5 separate regions of the Mus musculus genome follow, and regions 2, 3, 4 and 5 are each linked to region 1. A link is a contact called in public HiCAR-type, HiChIP or PLAC-seq and promoter capture Hi-C data. All regions are on one chromosome and are shown on one strand. The core of a region is the stretch at or near the end of the contact, and the rest is flanking DNA. Distances in the headings are between cores, read along the strand shown. Region 1 holds the start of Adra2a (adrenergic receptor, alpha 2a). Region 2 has its middle 3.3 kb from the start of Gm31418. Region 3 holds the start of Acsl5 (acyl-CoA synthetase long-chain family member 5). Region 4 holds the start of Gpam (glycerol-3-phosphate acyltransferase, mitochondrial). Region 5 has its middle 17 kb from the start of Gm31418.

What was found. Promoter capture Hi-C pulls out the DNA fragments that hold promoters and counts their contacts. HiCAR-type assays count read pairs that join an accessible place to other places. HiChIP or PLAC-seq counts read pairs in DNA pulled down with a chosen protein or histone mark.
Region 2: a contact with region 1 is called in a promoter capture Hi-C map of liver, with 5 times the contacts expected there. The contact joins the enhancer-like site here to the promoter of Adra2a in region 1. A contact is called at or near these places in 18 of 39 promoter capture datasets (the 3T3-L1 cell line, 3T3-L1-derived adipocytes, the HPC-7 cell line and 12 more), 8 of 115 datasets of contacts at active chromatin or transcription factors (SST interneurons, craniofacial prominence, differentiating embryonic stem cells and 4 more) and 1 of 9 other capture datasets (embryonic stem cells).
Region 3: an H3K27ac HiChIP or PLAC-seq map of embryonic stem cells shows a contact between it and region 1, with 7 times the contacts expected there. The contact joins the promoter of Acsl5 here to the promoter of Adra2a in region 1. A contact is called at or near these places in 12 of 39 promoter capture datasets (the 3T3-L1 cell line, the HPC-7 cell line, the SN4741 cell line and 7 more), 1 of 484 Hi-C or Micro-C datasets (embryonic stem cells), 12 of 115 datasets of contacts at active chromatin or transcription factors (T-cell acute lymphoblastic leukemia, acute myeloid leukemia, embryonic stem cells and 6 more) and 3 of 9 other capture datasets (adipose tissue, embryonic stem cells and liver).
Region 4: a contact with region 1 is called in a HiCAR-type map of astrocytes, with 7 times the contacts expected there. The contact joins the promoter of Gpam here to the promoter of Adra2a in region 1. A contact is called at or near these places in 14 of 39 promoter capture datasets (the 3T3-L1 cell line, 3T3-L1-derived adipocytes, the HPC-7 cell line and 9 more), 7 of 484 Hi-C or Micro-C datasets (bone marrow-derived macrophages, cranial neural crest, embryonic fibroblasts and 1 more), 17 of 115 datasets of contacts at active chromatin or transcription factors (VIP interneurons, astrocytes, craniofacial prominence and 10 more) and 1 of 9 other capture datasets (liver).
Region 5: a contact with region 1 is called in an H3K27ac HiChIP or PLAC-seq map of embryonic stem cells, with 11 times the contacts expected there. The contact joins the enhancer-like site here to the promoter of Adra2a in region 1. A contact is called at or near these places in 10 of 39 promoter capture datasets (the 3T3-L1 cell line, cranial neural crest, embryonic stem cells and 4 more), 5 of 115 datasets of contacts at active chromatin or transcription factors (embryonic brain, embryonic forebrain, embryonic stem cells and 1 more) and 1 of 9 other capture datasets (embryonic stem cells).

The regions. Positions count from the first base shown.
Region 1 is chr19:54,043,009-54,046,971 of GRCm38.p6, forward strand. Adra2a (adrenergic receptor, alpha 2a) reads left to right here and starts at 2,251. Exons shown (of 1, transcript NM_007417.5): 1 at 2,251-3,963. The coding sequence starts at 3,207.
Region 2 is chr19:55,121,951-55,125,846 of GRCm38.p6, forward strand. It overlaps a transcript of Gpam not described here. Among named protein-coding and RNA genes, the nearest start is that of Gm31418, 3.3 kb to the right of the region's middle. Within about 2 kb of position 1,266, at least 60 of the 459 cell types and tissues checked have an H3K27ac peak or open chromatin away from gene starts, as enhancers often do. A contact at or near this core is called in liver and stem cell-derived neural progenitor cells, where this site is marked.
Region 3 is chr19:55,251,053-55,254,980 of GRCm38.p6, forward strand. Acsl5 (acyl-CoA synthetase long-chain family member 5) reads left to right here and starts at 2,317. Exons shown (of 22, transcript NM_027976.2): 1 at 2,317-3,114.
Region 4 is chr19:55,097,375-55,101,318 of GRCm38.p6, forward strand. It overlaps Gpam (glycerol-3-phosphate acyltransferase, mitochondrial), which reads right to left and starts at 2,103. Exons shown (of 21, transcript NM_008149.4): 1 at 1,955-2,103; 2 at 123-253. The coding sequence starts at 224. Gm31356 (a long non-coding RNA gene) reads left to right here and starts at 2,169. Exons shown (of 3, transcript XR_001782666.2): 1 at 2,169-2,258.
Region 5 is chr19:55,142,457-55,146,293 of GRCm38.p6, forward strand. No RefSeq gene overlaps it. Among named protein-coding and RNA genes, the nearest start is that of Gm31418, 17 kb to the left of the region's middle. Within about 2 kb of position 1,350, at least 40 of the 459 cell types and tissues checked have an H3K27ac peak or open chromatin away from gene starts, as enhancers often do. A contact at or near this core is called in embryonic forebrain, embryonic stem cells, liver and 1 more, where this site is marked.

The DNA.
Region 1 (3,963 bases), core at 1,001-3,500:
TAGCTATAGACCTTCATGGGTAAGTCCAGAGGCAAATCTCCCTCAGGCCATCAATGACAACATCCAATGTATGCTCTGCCTCAGCTCCCGTGAGGTCAGTGGTACCATTCTAAAACTGCATATCTGAGATTCAGGGCTGCAGTTCTCAACTTGAGCTCATTCTTCGTAGCTTTCATTGGCTTTTCAAAAATCTTCACATAATTCAGTCCCTGCTCACCACTTTCAGTCACCTTTGCAAATGAACACACTGGCAATGGCCCTGCTCCTGCCAAGAGGCTCGGAGCAGAGGGTTAAGACAGGGAATAAGAGTCTCAACAGAGAGGGGACAGACAGCCATCTTGGTTTTCTTGAGACTCTGAGGACTTCTTACCATGATGCGTGGGAGCAGAGGCTGTCCACCAGGGAAGGGTTGCAGGGTAAAGGTGCTGAATTCAAATGAGACATCTGAGATGTACTCACTCGCACCATCAAATACTGAGCGAGTAGTCGGGGTTGAGACTGATGGTCAGGGTCATTCATGTAGCCCGCGGTCCTCAGCCAGACCCGAGCCTGCACGTTGATGTCCAGGGAGACATCGGCTCAGATCTGCTCGGACCTTGGACCCTGGCTTGGATGACTGAGTGTGACATTTAGGTGTAGTGATCTCTGAAGTATGACAGATGCTTTCTTAGGTCTCGTGTGTACCCTGTTGACATTCTGTGCTCTCTGGTTCTCCGTGATCTTCCTGCTGCTCGTCTGAAGAAAGAGTTCGGATGGCACAGTGTATCTGGTGCGACAGATACTCCTGCCTGAGTGCTTAGAAACCTTGCCATCTACTGCCAAGCTCCTACCTTTCTCACCAGAGAGAGAACATAGAAAACACCCTTTCTTTCTTGGCTAGCACCCTGCCCTCACCGACAGATGCTGTGCAGATGTGTGTACTTATCTGTGTATTGGGGGTGTAGGAGAAAAGGCCATGTAAGTGGGGATAGAGTCTAATAAGATGTTTTTCTTTCACGTTTAATTGTACAGATGTGTAAGATACTGTATGTTAATTCAATATTACACACAGTATGTAATGACCAAGTCAGGATAGTTAACTTTTCTATTTCCATAATCAGAAACCCCTTTTTGACAAACACATAATAATCCTATACATTTGTGGAGTTCAGTGTAATACTTTAATTCGTGCACACAGTAGGTACTGATTAAAACAGCGTAAGGCTTACATCTACCTATAATGTCATGGCGCTCTTCATAAAGTAGCTGTGCCTCAACTAATGCTTAACGGTTCCCAGTAGTTTAAAGCCAGGCAAGCAGAGAGGAAGATCCAGGACTCTCACATCTGTAGAAGGTTCCGAGCCTTACTCTCATCAGAGGTAGATCTATACAACCTGAAGATTTCTGCATCATGACATAGTGCAGTTTGAAATCTGTCCGTGTCCCCTCCCCCCCCCCCACCCCCGCCGCCCCAGCTTAGTCCAAACTTGCCCCCAAGATAGGAGAAAAATGGAGGAAAGGACTCCAGAGGAGCCTGGAGCCCTTAAGTCGCTTTCCAGCCGTGACGACCAGCGGCCAGCAGGTGTCAGTGCGCTCTCGTTCTGTCATGGCTCAGGGCCTACCCCTCCAGGACCCTTCCCCACCGCCTTTCAAAGGGGCGCAGTGCAGAGTCCAGGCCTTGAGAGTCCCGGCAGCTGCTAGGATAGGAGGCCTTCTCTTCCCTAAGTATGGATAACTCCGGCCTGGTCTGCTCTCGTGGATGCTGGTCCATTCCGCTCCAGTGGTTCCTTAGGAACCCGCACACGCTTACCTCTCCGGGATCCCTTTCATCCCAGTCACCAGAAGCACCTGCGCTTGACCTGGGGCGGGGCTGCTCGCCAGCGACTCTTATGCCACTCTGCATCTCCTAATTCGGGTCCCAGCACCCTGGCACCCTCTTCTGCTAAAACCCAGCTAGATCGGTGTACCGCTGGGCGCCTGCTACTGTCTCCTGGGCCAGCTAGTAGCCGAACGGCCAACTCCCAGCAGGGGCCGCTCCCCACTCCTTAGGCTCTCTCTTATTGCCCCTCGCTCCCTGTACCCGTCTTTCCAAAAGCCGGGTCCCAGAGGCAGCGCTCTCCCGGGTCCGACTCGGGTGCGGGCTCTAGACCTAAGGAGGGGAGGCGCGAGGGGCGGAGGAGGGTCGACTTCCCACGTGGGGGCTGACGCCGGCTGCTCGGCAACGCCGGCTTCATCCTGGGGCTATAAAACCAGTCCAGCGTAGAGCGGCGGAGCAGCCTCGGCTCCCGCTTCCGTGCAGACGCCCAGCAGCCGGCGCACACCGCCCAGCCACCCAGCGCCTCCAGCTCCAAGTCCTGCGGTCCTGCGAAAACTCACGCGGCCCTCCGACCCCCGCCGGGTCTGTGGCGCTCAGCGCCCACCCAGATCGCGGCTAGCAGCCACCCTTGGCTCCGCCGCGGCTCCTGGAGAGCCGGTCGCTCACCTAGCTTGGCCCTGAGGACCGAGGTGGTGGTGGTGGGGGTGCGGCTTCATGCGGCCCCCACACCCTTCACCCCACCGCCGCCGCCCCCGAGCTCTGTGTACAGAGTCCCAGCCCCAGCAGAGCGCACAACTTTGGAAGTCCCGTGGGGCTCCTAGAGGAGGCAGAGTCCGCGCCTTCGCCGGAGGTCCGGCCCAGCCCTCGCCACCCCGCCTGGAGGGTAGCGACGGAGTTGGAAATCTCTTCGAGGGTATAAGAAGACAGACCTAGGACTCCGAGCCCACACCAACACCCCTCCGCTGCCTCTTGGGGTAAGACTTCATGCTTTCGCTCAGCTTAAGAATCAAGGTATAGATGACTAGCTAAATGCATTTGTATAAATTTCTGACATCTTTCCAAATCATCAGGCCACCGATAATTTCTTTTCTCTTTTCTTGAAGAATAAAATCTCTAACCACCAGCTGGCCCTACTCGATCCTGCCGCTTAGAAATAAAACTTGGCTGTGTTTGAGGAGCTGGGAGAGAGAAAGCACCCACCCGGAGCGTCGGAAGGACGAACCGGTGCCAGTTCGCGGGCTCCAGTCCATGGACCACTAGCGGTCCCCAGCTTGGGCCCGAGCTCCCTGCGGCCCTCTTCCTTATGTGAGGCGCGGCGGGACGAACCCCGCACCGGAGGAAGAGGAGGACCCACGGACGCGGGGCCGGAAGGCAGCTGGCAGCAGGCCCACGAGAACCAGCACCCGCGTTCATGTTCCGCCAGGAGCAGCCGCTGGCCGAGGGCAGCTTTGCGCCCATGGGCTCACTGCAGCCGGATGCCGGCAACAGCAGCTGGAACGGGACCGAAGCGCCCGGAGGCGGCACCCGAGCCACCCCTTACTCCCTGCAGGTGACACTGACGCTGGTTTGCCTGGCTGGCCTGCTCATGCTGTTCACAGTATTTGGCAACGTGCTGGTTATTATCGCGGTGTTCACCAGTCGCGCGCTCAAAGCTCCCCAAAACCTCTTCCTGGTGTCCCTGGCCTCAGCGGACATCCTGGTGGCCACGCTGGTCATTCCCTTTTCTTTGGCCAACGAGGTTATGGGTTACTGGTACTTTGGTAAGGTGTGGTGTGAGATCTATTTGGCTCTCGACGTGCTCTTTTGCACGTCGTCCATAGTGCACCTGTGCGCCATCAGCCTTGACCGCTACTGGTCCATCACGCAGGCCATCGAGTACAACCTGAAGCGCACGCCGCGTCGCATCAAGGCCATCATTGTCACCGTGTGGGTCATCTCGGCTGTCATCTCCTTCCCGCCACTCATCTCCATAGAGAAGAAGGGCGCTGGCGGCGGGCAGCAGCCGGCCGAGCCAAGCTGCAAGATCAACGACCAGAAGTGGTATGTCATCTCCTCGTCCATCGGTTCCTTCTTCGCGCCTTGCCTCATCATGATCCTGGTCTACGTGCGTATTTACCAGATCGCCAAGCGTCGCACCCGCGTGCCTCCCAGCCGCCGGGGTCCGGACG
Region 2 (3,896 bases), core at 16-2,515, 1.1 Mb after region 1:
GAGAAGGGAGTGAAGGTCAAAGTAGAGACACGGTTGCCCCGTGACACACTGCACTGTTCCACTCTCCAATGTCACATGCAGTTCCTGTTAGTGACCTGTCCCCTCTTCTGGGATGTGAATTCCTTAAATGGAGTGGCTCTGCCTTGTTGCAGAGTCCTGGGACTAATTAGAGGTGGGTCAGGGATGTTGGCCTACTGACGGGGTGCTGAGGAAGCAAAGTGCTAAGGACCCAAAGTGATGCTTATCAGACCCACGACACATTCTCTGTTATCTAAGGGTGCCCGCTATGCTGCCTGGTGTGGGGAATTCCACCCATCCAGCAAGCTCACCCTAAGCATCAGTGTACAAGACAATAACATGTGATTCAGTAGGGACTAAGAGTGTGGCAAAGTGCTTGGGGATTTGTAAACAAAATCTCAGCATCTCTTACAAGTCCCATGGAGCTCCATCTGGGAGAGGGGAGGGGGAGCCAGCCTTCTGCTGCTGCCTGGTCCCCTGGCTTTCATTTTCCCAGGCCCTTGTTCTTCCAAGTTGCTACTTGGAATTGACTCAAAATACATAGCGTTACCAGCAATGTTCAAGTAGCCCATGACAACTACCCCTCCTCTGCAGAGAGGCTAGCGTAAGGGTTCACTGGGAAAGGGACGCCCTGGCCTAGGGTGGAGCAATCTATGTGATTGGTGGTGGTGGTAGTAGGGGTGCCATGTTTTTCTTTAGTTTGGTTTGGGTGTTTGTTTGCTGTTTTGGGGGTTGGGGAATGGTTGACTGCCTTGGTTTGTGGCAAGACACTTGAAGCCCAATACACAGCCACGCCCCCATTCTGGGTGGAGACAAAGCAAAGCTTTGAAGTGAGGTCAGTGTAGTGAGACAGCCAGAAGGGTAGGAAAGGCAAAAGCCAGGCCTGTGGCAGCATCTGCTGTCACTGGGGCCCCTGAGGAAGCACCCAGGAACAGGGACTGGGTGCTCTCATTATCACACCCAGCATGACACCCCAGAACCCCATTCCACATCTAAGTGCAATTGAAGAACTGGATGGCACTGAAGTGGGGTGGATCGGGTTCTGGGAACTGAATGTTGACAATGGACAACCCCCACCCCACCCCCTGCAATGTTACTGTCAAGTTCTCCAGAATGGAGAGAGAGAGGCAGGCGTGCGGTTGCCTTGGAGAATAATGGGCCATCTGAACTGCCTTTGGAAATCTCCTGGTGTAGAGTTCCTCTGCACAGCTTCTTTGTTCCTTTCTCAACATTTGATCCTCTGAGTGCCCATCCAATGAGGAGTTTAAAATCCAGAATACAAGTGCCGAGTGTTCTGGGCCTTGAATTCACAGTGCTGGTCCGTCCTGCCAGTAATTGTTTCCTTCGAGCATCTTTGGCTAAAACAACCAGGCCCCAGCGAGGTCTCTTTACCCCTTGTGCCCAGAAAGCAATGGTCAGGGCTTGACTAAGGCAGGAGTGAGGCCCCAGATAGGGAAAAGGAAATGAAGAGAGTTGATTGGCTGTCAGAGACTGGGTGGAGGCGTGGTGAGGGTCAGCGGTGCAGACCCCTACTGGAAAGGCGGGGAGGCTCCTTCTGCGTGGCTCAGGAGCCCGAGGCCTGCAGTCCTCCTTTCATCCCTAACCTTCCAACTGCCTTCCTGGCCACTGTTTTTGTCTGGGAAATATGCTAACCAAGTTTTTAAAGCGCACTCTCTAATGTCCTGGCCTGAGAATTCATAAAAGATAGTAGACAAGACACCTGGTACTACCAGGGCAGGCCAAGTGGGCAGCTCTGGGAACACGCATGGGCGACCAAGGAAGAGACCATGAGCCCATCTCCAAAGCTTCAGCTCCCAGCTCACCTCCTAGGCTCCTGATCTCAGAACTTCCCCAGCAGAAAACAATATTCTGGATGGGTTTATCACCCAAGCTATTCCTGTGGGATTTGAAGGAAGGGGATGTGGGATGCTGGCTACAGGAGCGACATAATTCCTGAGACAAAGCAAAGGGAGAAGGGAGTTGTCACTGCCGGCAGGGAAGAATTCAGGAGGTCTCCTAAGAGGAGGTGCACCCGTGCTTTCTTCTGGGTCAGCCTCTCTCCAGGAGAAGTAAGACAGAAAAGCAACAGAAAAAGAATCACAAGCCTCTCCCTTGCCATTTGCTTGTTCAAGAGCATCTTAGATGTCAGCATGAACAACTCGGTCTGAGGGAACCACGCGGTCCAGCTTCTCTTGTTCACAGATTCTGAGCCCCATAGTAAGCAGATCCTTAGCCCATGCAGGGCCACTGCTGCATGCCCGCTGAAGTGAAGCATACAAACACTGTAGTTCACCAAACAGCCCTTTCATGACTGGATACCACTCCCTTCTAAGTCCTTTGTCCTCTCCAAAGACACAAATGGCCTGCTGCTTTTAATGCCTGGTGCACCATTCATATTTAGCTTGTCCAAGGGCAACTGGTTTTCTTTGCTTCCCTGTTCACCCTGTTCCATGTGCTGAAAACACAGTAAGTCCACCACAGAATCTCTTTTCTCAAAGTCACTTTCATGAAAGAAGTGCTGTGCCCATTTTACAGATGGGGAAAACAAGGTTTAAATATCAAGGAGAAACATAGGATTTAATTACAGATATAAATAATTTTTCTCCTTCTATGATCTACTATGATTCTAATAAGATTAACCAAAAAAAGGACAGTCCTTTAATTTGAGTTCCTTAGCGTAGACGTAAATACACCAAGACAATTTTCTGGGAGTAGAGAGAGAGAGAGCAATTCAGAGTGGGCATCTTCAGGTAATAGCATGGGCCCAAAGCATTAGTGACCTAAGCAGGTGCTAGAGCTGAGAAAGGAAGGAGAGGCTGATGGCTTGCCACATGGAAGATCCTCCAATGACAGGGGAAGCCACAGGACTCTGAAATCTCCATTTACCACACTAACTTATAACTAACCCTCAACTTCCAGTCTGCTTGTTGGGGATTGGTTCTAATGCTTTGGTTTAATCAGGAATCTGCCTGTCCAAACGCTGAAGGTCCTTGTCCTCAGTTGGCTTTTGATTGATCAATAAAGATGCCAGCTGCTAATGGTTGGGCATAGGGAGTCTGGGCAAGACTTTTAGATTTGCTCAGGCTAGAAACTGGAAAAAAAAAAAAAAGAGAGAGACAATTGCCATGACTTGGGAGTGTGGGGGAGAAGGGTGGGATGTAGGAGCTGCAGGAGAGAGAGAGCCAACCAGCCATGCGAAAATTCAGTTGAGTGGCCACTGGCCACTTCTTTGATTGGGCCAGGGGGAGCAGGGGAAAGTTTAGGAGTGCCAAGTCTTTGAGCTAGCCAAGCCATTTTAAAAAGAACTGTGTGTGTGTGTGTGTGTGTGTGTGTGTGTGTGTGTGTGTGTGTGTCTTCCATTCGAGAATCCAGATAGCTCTTGGGCAGGTGCTCACATGCAACCCGCAGGAAGCACAAAGTGGAGTAGCTCAACCCACCACTACATCTCTTCCTTTAAATGAGTTGATCCATTTCTCCCCCAGTTTGTCCTAAAGTCAGTGAGTAAAGGCACATGGAGGAGTATCAGCAGGGAGTGGAATGTTCTCCATCAACGTTTAGACATGGTGAACAGTAAGAATACTGCACATCAGAAACTGGGTTGTCCCAGGGCCTGGCTGCCACACCACACCTGCTCCCCGCCCTGGAAGCTCTATCAGTCTGGCACTGGCAATGGATCAGAAACATTAGCAAGACAGCCTAGAGTAGCCCAGGAAGTTCATAATTCTGGATTTGCTTACAGAGAGAGTAGATACACTCACCAGAGATTAACCTACCTGACCCTTTGACTTGACCAAGCCAGGATCAGGAGCAGAGCAGGGGTGCTTTTAATCGGATAGTATTAAATGTGATGTGATATGTCTATGGAGGGTCATGGGGCT
Region 3 (3,928 bases), core at 1,067-3,566, 1.2 Mb after region 1:
CTAGCTACCCATTGGCCAGTGGGACAGCATTACAGAAGGACCAAACACAGAGCTGGACATCTGTGACCCTGCCTCAGGCCTAGGTTGTCTGCTACCTGATTATAAGGTTTTAGTGTCCTCTTGAATAGGGCTCATTGTCCTCTCCTGAGAAGTAAAATCTTGCCTGGCCTACAGAGCCTCTTATCTCTATGATGATACCTTTGTGGTCTTAATGATTTAGTAACAGTGTAGTGATGCGCACCTTCCACATGGATAGAAGGAAGAAGATAGGCTGAGTCATGAGGCAACAGCCTCTGGTGTCTCACTAGGGGCCAGTAGGGCTGCCTGGTCCCATCACCCCACACTCTCTGGCACTTTGACTTGTCTTTTGACTCACGCTCGGGGGACTTCAGGATATCTCTGTTTCTTTGCTTTGGAATCCTGGAAATATCCTGGCTTTCCTAGAAGGCTCATCTCCAGACACAAACTTCTACTCAGTCCAGATCTTATAGGCACAGCCTGAGCCGATATGGGTGACTTCCCCATTTCCTGAAGTGAAGGTGCACTTTCTCTGCCTTATTGTCTAGTCTAGCCTCTTCCTGTCTCAGACCCATAGATTGGGGGGGGGGGGGGGGAGAAAACTCCTATGCAAAGTCATACGCATGCCTGTCCCTTCCCTGAAGCTGACCTTTAAAAAGTTCCACCCCATTCAATGGCAGCTTTCTGAGCCAATTGCTCTATTTTTTTCTTCCCCCTCTTAAATCCATTGCCTAACAATCTCTTGTTTAACCTTTTGCCAAATTCTCCACTTCTGTCAGAGGTGACTCTGAGTGAGCAGGTAACTTCTACCTTTGCACCTCTATCGAAACAGGTCCAAAGGTTCCAGAGCAGCTGGCAGGACACTCAGAGCAAGATCCGGTGGCTTCAGGTGCGCCTCGTCCTGGAGCGTGGAAAGGCAGAGGCAGCTTCATGTGGTGCTGAACAGAGAGAGCTAGCTGCAAGAGAAGCCATTCCTCAACCTAGCTGCTGTGACCATTCTCAAGAGGTAAGCTGCCTTCTCTGGCCTATGGGCTAGAGGGAGTAGATAGATATGGCGGGGGAGAAAGTGAGTGTGTATTCATCTGTAACCTGACTAAAGCTCTTTCATAACAGGGGTGATAATCTCTCAGCTCACTTGTGTGGGAGGCAAAGAAAGATGTCAATTTGAAAGGAAAACATTTGAGCCACTTGACTCTTAGAAGAGGAAAAAAAAATCAAAAGAATTGGAAGAGAATGTGAGGGTATAAAGCCTTTTGTAAAGGGTAAAGTTGGAGCAAGGATGCAGGTTTCTTTCATCTTCCATTCAGAAATTCTTAAGAGGAGCCACTTAACAATTGTTGATGTCTCCGGAGGGAGGAAGGACTTCCGGGTTGTGACACTCTTAGGGTCTGGAAAGCATCCTAAAGGCAGGGTATGTGGTGACATTAGGAGCATCTCCTATAAGGGGAGTAGTATGCCTAACCCACTAGTATAGCTAGTGGTAGAGCTATAGTTGACCTAGTCTGTCTCTACGGTCTGCTCCATCGTATAGAAATCTTGGGCGATGTCAGAATCCTCCCCATGTGGGAAACATTTAGAGTGTCATTACCATGCGGTGGAACTGGATGGAAAGACAAGACAACAAGATCTTAGAATGACCCAGCCCTTGCTGAAACGGACACTTAATTCTAGAGATCCATGACGTCAAAAACAACAATTAGACTAGTTGGTGTGCTCCTGCTATGGGAGATGGGATAAAACAGGACTTAGAAACCAGAGATAGATATCCTAGATAGACATCTGAGGCTTGGCATGCACTTTCCCACCTGAGGTTTTCCTGGGGGGGGGGGGGACGCCGGGGGGGGGGGGGAGAAAAGTCTCCTGGGAAGCTGAGCTCCAAAATTAAACAAAAGCTAGAGGCACCTCTATCCGTCCTTCCCAAGGGGTCAGACCTGCAGGTCTCTGAGGTGTGGCACCGGTTTGTTTTTCCTGGTCTTTATAGCAGGGGTGGGTGGGTATGGGGTGCTCTCTGCACAAAGAAGGAATCCTAAGGTAGGCTAGCACTCTAGTGAAGTCTTCACCTTGAACTTCCTGTCAATCCTTGGAGGGATCAAGGCCGGGAAAATGCTACTTGATTCTGCGTGTCGTGAGGTTGCAGCGGGAGTGGGGGAGAGGGAGGGGGCAGAACCTGTCATCTCTCTTCCAATTCTGAGACCGAGGTCTCCTTGTGTCCCTGGGAGACCAGAACCTCAAAGGGTGATCGATTAAGACAACTGTGAACCCGGATAATGCTGAGGTGTAAGAGGGGTCACAGAACACATTTCATCCTTAAACTTGGCGGGGTGAGAGCCGGAGCTGAGCTGGTGTGTCTGCGGAAAGGGAGCCACTTCAACTGAATGGCTCTCTGCCCCCGTGGTTCCTGGCTTATTTATCTATTCTGTTGTCTCTGCGAGGTGCAGAGGTGCCTGGCTTTTTGAATCAGGGAGGTCTGGGGACTGGCGAAAGGAGCTACACAGAGAAAGAGACAGTCGTGCTGCATCTAACCTAAGGGCGGAGGTCCCTCTAGCTGGACTTTCCTGTCCTGCGAACGCAGCGGGGAACAACGTCACCTCCGTTTCTCTGGCAATGAACCCAGGGCCACCTCAACTCGTTTTCATTTGGATTTTCATCTTGGAGAAGAGCTAGTGGGACCAGCGGGAGCAGGTGGACTGTGTTGATGCAAAGGTGGCTCGTGTTTCAGCCCCTGGGGATTGAGGTTAAAGGCTTTGAAAACCGGCTAGGGTAGCTTTGGATATCTGTCTCCTCCTAGTCAAAAGCGGTTCCACTTTCAGTTGTGAAGGAGGAGGGAAAAAAAAGCCAAACCAGGAAGTGAAGTCCCCAGCACCAGCATGTCAGAAAGCCCGGCTATGGCCTGGCTGGGACAGATCAGGGCAGGGCAGAAGTGGGGCCACTAGCCAGGCTGCCTGCCTGCCTGCCTGCATGGACGCTCTGAAGTCACCCTGCCCGCGGAGAAGCCCGGGGTGAGGAAGGGAGGACCGAGGCTCTCCTGCCAGCAAGAAGCCGGAGCCAGAAAGCCTCACTCGGAAGCTCCAAGGCGTGCGTGCGGCCCTTCCCAGGGTAAGGGATCTGGAGCCGGGTGTGATCCTAGGACGGGGCTCCTGCACGCGTGACAGAGGCATCCCAAATCCCTCCTCCCTGCCCACTTCAGGAAGCTGCTTGGAATTCAAAGCTTGCTGTGCCTCCACGTGTGCGCGCCATGCTCTCTCTGCCTGGGAGTGGAGGGCTCCTCTGCATCAGGAGGGATGAGGGGAAGGAGGAAGAGGACACAGGGAGGGACTTTCTCTTAAGGGGTGGAATACAAGCAGAGACCTTTTGGCAGACCCGAGCACGTGGCGGCATAGCTCCCTGGGGTGGGCTGGGGGGTGGGGGTGGGGGGTTAACCCTGATTTTCACTGAGTTTTGACTCCCTCTGATGGTAAGAGCTAAGGAATCAGTCCAAAGAGATGGAGATACAGGCCGAATGAAGCTGGGTCTCTTTTCAGAGCTATAAACACTGGTTAGACCTAAGATGCTCTTAAAGGGTTTTGGGAGCCTTGAAAAGGGGCTGCAGGAGCTGGGCTTTGATACCTCCTAGTGGTATCGCCCCTCCCCCTCCCCTTTGACAGTCTAGTCTGAATGGCAGGGTTGAATCTAAACTTCCTACTTACAGTTGATTGGTGCCTTGTAAGAGGCAGGGTCTAAAATAAAATAAAGCATTGGTCAGGTTTAAAAACTGGAGATAGAAGGCAGTGGATTCTGACCCCGCCCTCTGTGTGCACATGGCAGTTATTTCAGGTAATTTTAGAATTCACCTTGGAAGGAACAGTATAAAATCTTGTGAGCATCACTCATGTGTCCGTCTCTACCAATGAAAGGCACAATAGACTAAATA
Region 4 (3,944 bases), core at 853-3,352, 1.1 Mb after region 1:
ATCTTAGATTGTAAAAACACCATTTCTAAGAGTCGGAAGCAGTTTCTTTGATGATTAATCTCTACTTGATATCACTGCAAACATTTTAAGTGGGCTGTGATGAAGGCTTCTCGTCAACTTACCCAGTCCTCACTGGTGTGTTTACATCGGCCAAGGCTGTATTCCGATGAACTGGGCAGATAAGAAACGTCTATTGTGCCAACTGTCACTGAAGACTCCTCCATGGCAGAACGTGCAAGTCCCAAACCATGTGCTGTAAGAAATAAGCACTACTCAAGGAAGTATCCAGAGAGTAACCCCGGGCCTCAAACTGCTCATCTCCTCACAGTTCTGCTTAGTAACAAGATATTACATGAACTGACAGATTGCTAGTGTAGTGAGTAGCAGCAAAAAGCTATAGCTTGGTGGTAGAGTGCTCATCTGGCCCGATCTGTTTACATGTCTGCTAAACTGCCCTGACCTCAAAGGTCAACATTCACAGACCAGTATTTTCCGAACATACAAGGATACAGCAGCTGTAGCCTTCAGATTCCTGGGCAAAACTGTCATGAGAAGTCACTTGTAAAAAAAAGGAAGACAACTTCAAAATAAGGCACTTGTAATAATACTGGCTTGCAACGAATAATTATTTCACTTTTGTTAATAACTGAGTATCCCTGGGAGGATAGAGACAAAAACTTTTTTATTATTTATTTATGGATGTGTGTGCATGTATAGGCATATACATATGAGTGCTGGAGGAGGCCAATACTGCACATCAGATCCCTGGAGCTAGGTCGTGAGCTACCTGATGCAAGTGCTGGGACCAAACTCTGATCCTCTGAAAGATCAGCGGGACTGTTAACCACTGCGCCACATCTCCAGCCCCAGCGTAAGCTTACTTGGTAAGACATTTTATATGTATGAATGCAGCTTTTTTTAATTTTTAAAAACCTTATATCATCTTTATTTAATTATTTTAGCTGCTGGCTTCCCCCTGCCCCCCAGCATTAGATTCTTCTCTTAAAATCAAAATCCACCTTCAGTGAGAGAACACTGTTCTCTAAGAGGAACACCTGGACTCTTTACAATCCCCACGTGGATTTGCTCCGATAACTGTTTAGCCTCAAAACAACATCTGCCCTTAGCCGTTCAGCATAAGCAATCAGCTGACACCAGAGATCAGTAAAGCACCCCATCTGGTGGGAAAAGTTCTTTATTATAAAGATTCGACGCCCCCTCCCCCTACCAACTTCCGGTTCTGAATGGCCACACAACGGAGGGGGGCCGGGAGTGGGGGAGCACACTGCAGCCTGAGAAAAGAAATGAGGCGATCGGAGGAGGAAAGGGAGGCTTGTGCCAACAGACGTCCAAGCCTTGCTCCTCCAGCCCCACAGGGTTTACTTGAGGTCAAGCCAGATTTTTTTACAGGAGAGGGGAGGAGAATAAAAGAAAAGAATCCCAGAGGCTCTAAACAGCAGTGCTGAGCAGGGAAGAAAACAAAATCTGACAGTGGGCCACAGGCAGGGGCAAGGGGGCCCCTCTGGAGTTCAAGGCCCCGTCTGCACACCACGCATGTGAATTTGGACAAGTTGGTTAACTACTACGCCTTGCTTCTCCCATCTGGAAAATGGGCAGCATGCCACCCGACAGCTGTGTCCGGCTGCAGGGAGGGCAGGGGTCTCCATAGCACGCCCGGGACACTGTGGGGTACGCGGGGCTGCTGTCAGCGGGCGGTCCCTGGAGCCAGCTGCTCGCGGAGTCCCCCGCTGCCTCGGTTTCCCTCCCGGCCCCCCGGGACGGAGCGTGCTGGGATGTCAGCCCTGCTGGTGCTGTCACTGCAGCCCGGTCCCTGGAGCGATACCGTGCCCACCCATCCGGGAGCCCGGCCCACTCCAGGGGGAACCCGGGTGTCCGCCCCGGACTCTTGCAAAGCCTCGGGCGGGCCCAGGGAGAGCGGCGCCCACCCACGCACCTGACCCCGCGCTCCGGCCCAGCGGCGTCTGCAGCCGCAGCCCGCACCGCGCACAGCGCACCGCGCTCCTCTCCACCCGCCCGGCAGCTCGCGCCTGGGCGCACGCAGCTGCCAGCGCTTCGGCTCTGCGCCTGCTGCAGCGGCGCGCCGCGATGACGCGGGCGGCGCGCGGCAGTGACGTCGGGGCTGCCGGCCGCCAGGCTTAGCGTAAGGCGCTTGGAGGAAGGGGACGGTGGGGACGGAGAGCATGGGGAGTGAGCCTGATGTCTACACTGCCCAAGCTGCATGCTTCGTGCATCGGCCGGTGGGTCTGTCTGTCTGTCTGCCATCTCCCTTGCGTGACCTCAGCTAGCCTAGGCTAGCACCAGGCCCTGTCCTGTGGCGGAATGCATTCGGGCTGCGTGGGTTTAGGTACTTGTGCGTGATCTTGCCTTTTTGTATGTGAGACCAAGCTCAATTTGTGAAGAATGAAGAGGCAAGGACTGCAGAGTGCAACGTTGTGAAATGTCTGAGTGACCGAGCCCGCAACGGCGAAAAAAATGTAGAATAGACAAAGGAAGGCTTGAAAGATAACTAAAAACATGCCCATAGCTCCCTAGAACCCAAATGCCTGGGCCCAGCACATCAGACATAAACAGAGAGGCCGCTCCTCTCCCTCTGTCCCCAGCAGTTGTCCCTGCTGTGGCCCGGAGATGCTGTCCCTCTCCTGTTGTGCTTCTGCCTCTCATCCCAGCACTCTGTAGTCCCAGAACTGCTTCTCCAAGCCTTCCCTTCCACCCCATTCCTCCATTATCACAGCCTCCTGCGACATCTCAAAGATTAACCAGAGCACCATGTCTCAGGTCCTCATCCATCGGTGTCAGACTGCAAACCCATGGCAGCGACAGTGCCTTACATCAGGGTCCTAATTAATATGTTATAATAAGCACCCAGTAAATACTGGGAGCTGAGGCACAACAAGAAAAACTAGATTTCCTTAGCTTGAACTTTCCACTTCTCTTTATAAACCCATCCTACAAAGCAAATATTCTCTTCTGGGAAACAACCCCAGAGAGTAGAAGTGGCCATTCATCAAGGACCCTGCCTTGATTTAGCCTCACATGTACCTTAGCAAAAAAAAAAAACAAACATACTTCACTAAGGCTCTCAAGGAGTGTATATTGGCTACAAAGAGTAATTTCTTATCCCAAAACATTGTGAAATTTTGTGCACAGGATACAGGGGCCCTAACAACAAAACAGGCATGGAAGGAAAGCATGAAGAAAAACTTTAGATTGATAAAGAAGATAAGAGAAATGAATTAGACTGACAAAGAAATTCTAAAATGTAAGCCATATGGAAAGTGTGTCTTACATAAAACTCAGTCATAGTGACTCTTCTTGCACAAGAGTGGCTGTGCATGTGAATGTGGGTTTGCCGTGCTAAGTTCTGGTTACATAATGAAAATTGTTTTGGAAACAGGTGGCACCCTAAGCAATTTATTTTATCAGCAGAGTGATTTATAGTAACCAGTCTAGCCAGTCAAGATGGAGCAACAGGGGAGAATTTGCTGTCTTATTTAATACAAGAAAAACCAAACAGGCAGTATAAAACAGTGACATTCAAGAATCAGACATTCTGTACCTTAGGTCGACAGTCCAAGGGGAGGCACACAATGAGCTGAACCCTGTACTTGCTTTGGCTTATCACCTAGAGAGAGTTATCAGGCTTCAGTACAGAAAGAAGGAATTCAGCCAGGTTTAGGTAGACTGAAATGAGGAGATAGAATTGAGAGACTATGGGTGTCAAAGCAGGAGCAACATCAGAGTACCAGAGAGGAGAAAGCTATGTGGCAAAAGAAGCCATGGAGACCTGCAGACACAGGTTCAGGGAAGAAGAACACATAAACATGAAGTGAAGAAGAACACTCACTGTGGCTAGCACAATATGGGGACTGCTCTTGGATCTACAAGTCATAGCTAAAAGATTCTCGGTGGTCATAAAGGATGCT
Region 5 (3,837 bases), core at 100-2,599, 1.1 Mb after region 1:
TCCTGTCCATGAGAGGATGTGGACAGGCTGTGCTTTGTGCCAATCAGGGGCTGGTAAGCACAGCTGCTGAGAGTCCCAGAACGGAGTGGGCATGGCATGCCCAAAAGCGGCAGGCATTCCATAGCATGCCCTCCCCTCCCCCTCTTTCCTGGTGCCCTCAGCCTTGAAGGGTTGGCATCACGGGTGTGTGTGTGTGTGTGAGAGAGACAGAGAGAGAGAGACAGAGAGAGAGAGAGAGAGAGAGAGAGAGAGAGAGAGAGAGAGAGAGAGAGAGAGAGAGAGAGAGAGAGAGAGAGAGATGTCCCATTTAAGGTTGAGCATTCCAGAGTTACTTATTCTAAGCACTTGGACCAGTTGGGAGTCTTTAGCAACCACCACAGACAGCACAAGGAAGCGTCTGTGATTAAGGCCGATAGCATCACTAACCTGTGGATGTGAACAGAACTACTTAGAAGGTAGCTTTCAGGCACATCGTGTCCATTTAACAAAATGACAGCAGTAGTGTTCTATTAGGGCACGACTATGTTTTTAATACACACACACACATATAAGTCTATGTGTCTGCATATACACACTATTATGTGTTTTGTTGTTGTTCAAGACAGTGGTTCACTATGAAGCCTAGGCTAGATTGAAATGCACACTTCTTCCTTAGCCTCCTAAGTGCTGGGATAACAGGTGCAGACCTCCTTACTAAGCATGTATCTTCAGAAACGAATGAATTCCTACTTTGTGCTAGTTGTCTCTAGAGGGTGAGTTTTAGTGTTTCTGTTGATTTTCCCATGCTACCTGTTTTATTCTTTTATTTTGCTTCTCACCTGTAACAGGGGTACATTCCCTTGCAATAAGTAAGCAAGCAATACTCTCTAAGTTGGTAATTACTTGTGGTGCATTGTCACAGAACAACAGTCTAGCAGATGTGTTCTCAGTTTTCATAAATATGCATGAGAAAAGCAAAAGCCTGAAGAAGTGTCTTCAAATGTTTTAAGGCTAGACTGATGTTTTCATTTTCTGCCTCTGCTTTTCGGATGCCTCTGTTTTCCAGATGGATCCTTACGTAGATGTGAAACAAATGACATACTTGGGTCGAGCAGTTGTTCTCGTGGGCTGGGGAGAAACTGAGAAACTGGCTTTGGGAAGAGGGAGGGAAGGGGGACCAGGGAGAGGGAGGGAGAGGAAAGGAAAGAGAATGGACAATGAATGGGAATTCTATTGAGAAACAGGCCTTTGATTGTTTAGGTCAAAAGGCCAGAGGAAAACGTTGACGCCTCCCATTTTCTTCCTACCAGGGCAGTGTCTACTAAGAAACTCTAAACCCCCTTAACATTCTTCAGGGGATTCTCAAGTCCAGGGCTCAGAACTATGCATAGAGAGCTATTTGTTCCTGGGTGGAGAGGCAGCTGGGGAACGGGGCTCACTGTTTCAGCAAATATGGCTGCAGGAAGGGGAGCGTTCCCATCAGCCTCTCGCCACAGCGCTGAAAGGCTGTCCAGCTGGCTGTCCAGCAGGAAGATACCCTTAGGTTTTGCTGGGGGTGATAACCTCTGCGAAAATCCAATAGCTATTTCCTGATCTCTCTCTCTCCCTCCCCCTCCCCTCCCCCTCTCCCCCTATTCTCCTCCCCTCTCCTCTCTCTGTCTCCATGCCCCCTCCCCCAAACACACACAAAAGGAAAGGAAAGGAAACAGGGAAAGTTCCTTCTTACTCAAAGCTTCCAGAACAATGGGGCTAAATTGCATGGTCTGATGAGCAGAAGTAGGCCAGGCCTGGATGGGGGAAGAGCAGACCAGACCTAGGAGAGGGTAAGAATGATCTCAGGGAGGGTAAAGCTTTAGGATCACCCCCCACCCCACCCCACCCCCCCCCCCCCACACACACACACACACACACGTACTCCTCCTCCTGCCACATCTGTTACTTCTAACTAGCACAGCTCTTTCTCACTTGCTTGGTGCTCAAAAATCTTAAACTAGCAATTCAGGCAAGTGTCCCAGGGTTCACAGAAGGAAAACAAAACAAAACAAAACAAAACGTTGGCCTAACCCAGACATCAGGAGAACTGGAGAGAGCCCATAAGAAAGTTCTAAAGGTGGGATGGGGGTTACACACCTAAGGGAAGGCAAGGAAAACAAGGTCCCTCCAGCACCAGCAAGGGCAAGGGAAAGGGGGAGGCTAGCAGTTCTCTGTAGCCATGATACAGGACAAGGGAACACAGGACTTGAAAGACAGCCACTGAGGGAAGCAGGGAGCAGGCAGAGTTTGCACACAGTGCAGCAGAGTGCAGCAACTTGGGGCTCGAGCAGGAGCAACGTGGGGTCAGGGTCTGGTGAGTCTGGCTAGCTTCTTTGAAAACCTGGGCACATAGGGGTCAAGAAGCTCTTCTGGGAACCAGGGACCTGGACTCAGGAGGCTGCTGGGTGGCCTGAAAACTGCCCAGACGCTGGAGTCTGCTCAGATGTCTGTCTAGCTATGGAGGTAGAAGAAGGAGCCAAAAATGGAGACGCTGGAGCATGTCCCTGTTCTGCAGTGTGACATCTGAACAGCTCTTCACTCCGTCAAGTGAACCTTCAGATAAGGTGGCACCTTCAGACCACAACACTGCAGTTTCAAGCTGTGCACCAGGTGCATCTGTGCCCGAGGTGCCTCTATGGCCAATTCTCTCCTCCACACCACTGACCCCTCTCTAGCTGCTACAGTGGGAAGAGGCCTCACTCCTTACGTGCAGGACTGAGTCAGCTTTTCTCACCCTAACTGTGATGTTGGCCAAGCCCCTTCCCTGTTAGCCTAGCTGGCCCCATGTGTGGTGTGATGAGAGGCCCAGGTTTAATGCACATGGCCCTCCAAAGTCCACTGGCTCTCTTGTTCCTTTTGGCTGACCTGGCTCCAACCTCCACACAACCTAAGCACTGGTCAGTCTTGCACTTTGGCCAGAAGCCACTCTGACCACAGCTGGCCCTCCCAGCCCCCTCCTCTCTCAGTTCCAGCCCCAGGGACTCAGTCTCTCTCAAGTTCTGAATGTGCTCTCCATCCCGGGGTCCTGACATGTTCTAGAAGTCCTTCAGCCTGGAGTGCTCTTCCAGGGGGCTGGTGGGTGGGGAGAGAGTGTCCCCTCAATTCCCAGTAGCTCTTTCAGGATCACCTGACCCCACCACCTACCACAGCTCCTTCTCTCTTTGCACATATCCTTAAGCTCCCACCCTGATTCCGGTGAGAGCCTCACCACACACTTCTTGCCCAATGTGGGTTATCTTTATTTGCAATACTTCTTCCCAATATGAGGAAAGCTTCAGGAAAACAGATTTCAGCCAGGGGAATTTGCTGTTAGAGCCCCAGCACCCGGAACACCAGAATGTGGTTAATAGCTATTTGTCAAATGAGTGTTAAGTGAATGAATGAATGAATGAATGAATGAATGTATAAGGGTGGGCTCATACTGTCCAGTGTTAACCTCACTGTTTGGCTTCTGTTTCCAGCTAACTGGATTGGGTTTTTCCAACCTCTGGGGTCCAGGCATCTTCTCCTTTCCCCTATTCTTGCCCCCGGGTTTCTACATGTGTCATAAGCTGCTTCTCCAATGTTATTCAGGTCCTTCGACTTGCTTTCTCCACCCCAGGTCAGCCCAGAAAGGCCTGAAGTTCAGATGGAAAACATTAAAACATCTTTTGTTTCCCCACCCCTCCCCGTTCTGCACAAGGCACTTATCAGAGGTTTCTACTGAAGAACAAGTAGCTGGCAGGAGCTGTGCTGAGCCCGATGATGTGCGGTAACCACAGGCACCCAGTCAAGAAGACCAGGGAAACCCCGTGCAGTCCCAGCTGCTGATACCGTTCATGTATT